2 separate regions of the Zea mays genome follow, and region 2 is linked to region 1. A link is a contact called in public Hi-C data. All regions are on one chromosome and are shown on one strand. The core of a region is the stretch at or near the end of the contact, and the rest is flanking DNA. Distances in the headings are between cores, read along the strand shown.

Region 1 (2,764 bases), core at 105-2,604:
AGGCCGGGCACGCGGCCATGACCACCTCTAACGATGTAGGGTCTGTTTAGTTCAACTTTTTATATAAGAAGTTTTTCTAAGAAACTGGATGTATGGGAAGAATCTAACGGTATATTACGTGCGAGGGAGGATAAAAGAGTCTACAGAAATTAAGATATAGAAAGTGATGATTTTCTAATATCACAATGACTATGTTATTTCAATGTTCACGTTGATTTTGAACGGTTCTGAACCAGTGATTTTTATAAAAATTGGTTAAAAATCTCGGCATTTAAGTCTTGTGGCTATTGTGGTCGTGAGGACCGAGCAGTCGACTGGCCACCCTCTAAAAGCTAGTTTGAGAGCTATAAAAACCAGAGGATATTGAAAAGGCTAGAATCTACTTATTATTTAATTTTAAATCTAAGAGGTTCATAGTTCTCCAATCTGAATTTTATGGCTCCTAAACTAGCTACAGCTGTATTTATGTATCCGTACGGCGGGCTCCATATCGTCCCCGTCATCGAGCCGCGGGCACTCGCAGCCGGGGCCCACATCGTCTTATCCTTTCCAAGTATCCATCCAGCAGGCAACTTGCGCGGCTGCGCCACTCCCACGCGCCGGTGCTGCATCGGCACCCGCTCGCTGCGGTCTGGACCCGCGCAGCCAGTGGGATCGTGGTGTCATCGGCGCGAGGTCAGGACCTACGCCGGTGGGCTAGTGTTTTGAGCAGTCCAGTGGAGGCCCACGCACTGTTGCGTGCGGCACCGTGTGCGGAACCCATCCAGTAGGGTGGCCGTCGTAGACCTATCTATGCTCGTCGAAAGTTGGGAAGCAAATGCCACTACGTACGGACGTGCCGCTAATGTTTGTTGCGAGCATCGAGATTCGAGAGGCGCACGTTTGAATCGTTCTCATACCTCTATACGTACGGGCCTGGACGAAACGGAACTGCATTGAGCCATTGACAGCGACCCCCACTGCAAGCAGTCGCCGTTGCCCGTTGGCAACACGGCCATTGATGGATGGATCCGTGATCGTTTGTTTATCTATCACGCCGTACGCTCGACTCGATGGTGATCTGTATTGTTTTCGCTCGGTCGGGTGCTGCGGTATGATCGCGTCGTACGGACGGGACTGGAGGACACGAGAGCGAGGCGATATCCAATCAGCAAGCGAAACGTCTTTCGTCCCTCTGGGCAATATCCGGGCGAAGGGGGGCACCAGTATAGTATCCACTCCTGACAGCCACACCCCCTGTCCTTTGCGCACTAATCTCATCGGCGGCGTCGCGCACGAGGTGTCCTAGTGTCCTAGGCCGCCTCGGCCCCACAACGTCAGTGGCATCCGTCCCACTCCCACGTTCTCCGGTACTAATCCCGCCCAGAACGGGTCACCGGGTCTACGGCGACGCGACCCGCCCCACCCCGCCCCGCGACCTGACCGGCTGACCATGACTGGGTTCCTGACACGGGCACCCAGTCCACCCAGGCCCCAGCACTGCCGCTGCCTTGCCTGCCCTCGCTTCGGCGCTTTCTGCTTTCTCCAGTGAGCCGCACCCGCACTACCGCTGACGCTAATTAACCACAAGCGACCGTCGCCTTCCCCCACCTCCTCCCTTCCTCAAAAAAAGGCGGAGGCGGGAGTGGTGGTGGTGCTCGTGGGCACGCAGCGGAGCACCCTGTACAGCAGCAGCGCTGCGGCAGTAGAGAGTGCCATTGGTGGAGCTGGTAACTAGCCCTCCCCCCTCCGTTCCCGTCCCGCGCGCAGCCGTCTGCCGAGCCTGCTCAGGTATCGCTCCCTCCCTGCCGTAACCTGCTAGATCCGCTGCTTTTTTCGCGTGCTAGCTCAGTGCGGTGTGTGCAGCTTCAGCGTTCGGTCGTTTCCGGGGTGGGTTTGCTGCGCTGCGCTGCGCCGGTGCTGTTGCTTGGAGTGAACGAGCTCGAGCGGGTGCTCGTGGATTTTGTGGGGTCTGTCGGTTGATTTGTCCGGTTCTAGCTGCCTGTAAACTGATCCAGTGAGAGCTTGACGATTTGCTACTCTTATTTTTTTGGTGATCGTTTTAGCTTGTCTACGCCAAGCGCTTAATGTGGAACGGGAGGCTTACTTGCTTTCTGAGATAAGGAACATCTGTTCTTTCAGGTGTGCAGTGCTCGTATTCGGGTGGACTGATTACTTCGTTAAAGCCTCAGCATAGTGATGTAGCCTTCCTCCCTCTGCTGGCTATATGCTTGTATGGTTATTTGCCTCTACGTTAGGGTTAAAAAAAAGTCCATTCTGTTTATGTGTATTTTCTTTGCTGTCCCTTGGTATCCATCTGTGGTTAATTTGGGTTCAGGTTGCTATTTTTGTTGTTGTCTTTGTATCTGGCTGACTGACAAGCGAGGGTTCTTTTTTTTAGCGCACCACATTGTGATGAGTGAAACTGAAGCCTCCGCTATGATTTCTGTTGTGTTCTAGCCATAGTTTATGCCTGATGCTCGATGTTCTCACTTGGCGTGAACTCTCCACCTTGATTACAAGTGCAAGCATAGAGTAAGCAGTTTTATACACTCAATGATGCAACACTGCATTGCCAAAAAAAATCATGTTCCTTAAATGGTTACCAAATTGTTTGATGTTATCTTAATGGTGACCAATGGTAGCATTCAAGATATTTGATGTTATCTCAAGGCAATGGTATTGTATTGAACAGTGATGGCTAGAAAAGGTCCCTGGCTCCCTGCTAAAATAAACTTTAGAGAGCCCACATAAGGCAGGCCTTTTAGCGGTAGGATACTGATCA
Region 2 (2,764 bases), core at 70-2,569, 180 kb after region 1:
TTCTTTGTCATGCTCATCTCATGATACATGTACACTAACGATCGTCACCCTGCCTCCTCCCATTGTAGTTGCATCTCTTGCTACCAAGCCTGTCCATTCCCTCCTCTCATCACCGTCCCCATTCTACGCCTCCCTTGTCGTCAACACTATGAATCAACAAATAATAGAAAAAATTACATAACTACTTAACATATTGAGGATTGACTGCATAACCTCTAAACTATAATGACTACTATTTTAGATACCTTTCAAATGATCCCTTGAGATAGTTTGTCATACTACAATAACCTCATCATGATGACTTGATTATCACATGAGCATAGTTGTAAGTGTGTACATTCTTTTTTACCCTTCATTCTCACTGCCCCGTATGCATGCATTCCTTTACCTTATCTTTTTCTAGCCTACCACACCTTTTTGCAAGCAACTTATGACTGCTTGTCTCATGATCTACCACCATCACTCCTCGATGGCATCTATGCTCACACATAGGGCGTGCTTGGTTTTAGAGCTAACCTAACATGTGCTCGTTGGGCAAGGCGACCCGAACCTCACTTGTGCAGGAGAGCAAAATTTGTCCGCCTCTTTTAGCATGGAAAGTTTGAAAAAATCAAGGTGTAATTTGTCGTTGCCTAGAAACTAAACCTCCATTTCACCCGAACTTCTTATTGGGCAAGGCAACATGGTATCTAGCAAGGAAACCAAGCTCACCCAGAGTGTCTATGTTAACGACATCCCCTCCACATCCTTTTTCACTCCCACTTTCTTCTATATGGCTAGTTCACCAATGAGTTCCTTTTCTTCCTGTCCCACACCAACCTTAGCAAGCTAGGCATACTTATCTTATAGATGTACTTATGCTTTGACATTTGTAATCAAACCAATATGTGACATTTTATAATGGAAATTTAGTCTGGCAAAACCATTCAGAGACATTTGAATGTTAGCAGATACTTTAATAACTATACATTAGCAACTTTTAAAATTAGGGGTTATATACAGTCAACACTCAACATTTTAGGGGGTTATGAACATCCATGCCATCATGAACACATTATGCTACATCAGAAAATTTTCCTTAAAAACCATACGAAGATGTTATTTATATAGTTATTCTAGTGGCGGATCCAGGATCCATCGCAAGGGGGGCTGGGGGCTGATTATCTCCATTTTATCCTTTTCTTTCTCTTTTTTTCTCTTCCTGGTTTTCTTCCTTTCTCTCCCTTTTTCTCCTTCCCTACCCCTTTTCTTCCTTTCTCTCCCTTCTTCCTCCACTGTCTGTGCAGGCGTCGAGGGAGGGGGGGGGGGGTAGAGCCCCTAGCCCCCCCTCAGATCTGCCCCTGGTTATTCTCAATACTGCAAGAGAGAACACTTGGTTTTTAAGAGTGAATTGCATCAACGGTCCTCGAACTTGGCACATTGTGTCACTTGGGTCACCGAACTCAGAAAATCAGCAAAAACATGTCCTATAACTTATAACTTAGTTCGTTCATATAAAATCGTCTAAAACCAGTTTTGCTCAAACCAAATGTCAGCGTGTCGTGCCACATTGGACTCACTTGGATCCATGAACTTGACATGTCTCTTTGGGTTCAAGAACTTGGTATGCTATGTCACTTGCGTCCCCAAACTTTGATTAGTGTGCTCCAATGTGTCATATCATGTCAGCATCCAATTGGAGCAAATCTAGTTTAGACAATTTTACATGGAACGACTAAGCTAGAGGACTCGTTTTGCTGGGTTTCTAAGTTCGAGGACCCAAACGACACAACATGACAAGTTTAAGGACCACTGCTGTATTTTACTCTAGATGAAATAGATGAATGCTAATATAGTTAAGAGATTTAACTAGACTCTTTTTGTGCTTTGTCTCGATTTGAATGTCGAGGAGGGCCGTCTGTCCCGACAATGATTGTGGTGCTAGAAATCGAAATGACTCGCTATAGTTTCTGCTCAACTGCTGATAATATATATCGACCTGAGGCTCGAGACGGGTATTGTCGAAATGATCACGTCATACCGACGACAACATATCACCCTCGATAACCCCACGCCTCGGGAGGACAAAGGAAAAGCCCCATCCGTCGCGCACCTACAAAAATATAGCCCCATCCGTCAACCTGGTCCACTGCGTCCGTAGTGCCGTCTGCTCCATGCGCGCCGCGTACGCACGCATGCACGCCGCACGGGCATCTCTTTCTCTTCTGCAGACAGGACTGCAACGTAGCAGCAGGCACTGCACTGGCACAGCTAGTTCCGTAGTATATTTCATGGCCCAAGAAGCACACGAAGCTCCAGTAGTCGGTGGCAGTCGCAGCAGCTCCTCCCCTTCACGAGACACCGGCATGTGGGAGTCTCCTCGGCAGACGCAAGCGCACACGCCCTTCCCCTCCTGGATCCCCTACGCCGGCACGTTCGCCGCCGGGGTCGGCATGGTGGCAGCGGCAGACTCGAGCCTGCCGAGCGAGCGCGGCCCCGGCCCCGACTGTGCCTGGAACCAGAGCGCCCCGTAAGTACACCGCACCGGCATACACATCCAATCCCACCCGCGCCGCATACGATCGACATGACTGCTACCTCGATGCGTGCTCTTGTACGACTGACAAGCCGACGTTCTGCATGGTTTTCAGCAGCGTGGGAGCGCGTGACGGGGGCAGCGGCTACCGAGGGAACTACTTCCTGTCTCTGCTCGATTCGAAGAACGTGACGCCAGAGATGTTCGAGGACGACGTCGTCGTTCTTCCCGCGGCGTCACCGTCTCGCG

What was found. A called contact is a pair of places that touch in the nucleus more often than the background predicts.
Region 2: a Hi-C map of leaf shows a contact between it and region 1, with 4 times the contacts expected there. The contact joins the promoter of LOC103641978 here to the promoter of LOC103641968 in region 1. A contact is called at or near these places in 4 of 25 Hi-C or Micro-C datasets (bundle sheath, endosperm and leaf).

The regions. Positions count from the first base shown.
Region 1 is chr10:140,134,419-140,137,182 of Zm-B73-REFERENCE-NAM-5.0, forward strand. It overlaps LOC103641968 (protein argonaute 1B), which reads left to right and starts at 1,355. Exons shown (of 23, transcript XM_008665270.2): 1 at 1,355-1,770.
Region 2 is chr10:140,318,402-140,321,165 of Zm-B73-REFERENCE-NAM-5.0, forward strand. LOC103641978 reads left to right here and starts at 1,320. Exons shown (of 6, transcript XM_008665278.4): 1 at 1,320-2,509; 2 at 2,631-2,764. The coding sequence starts at 2,154.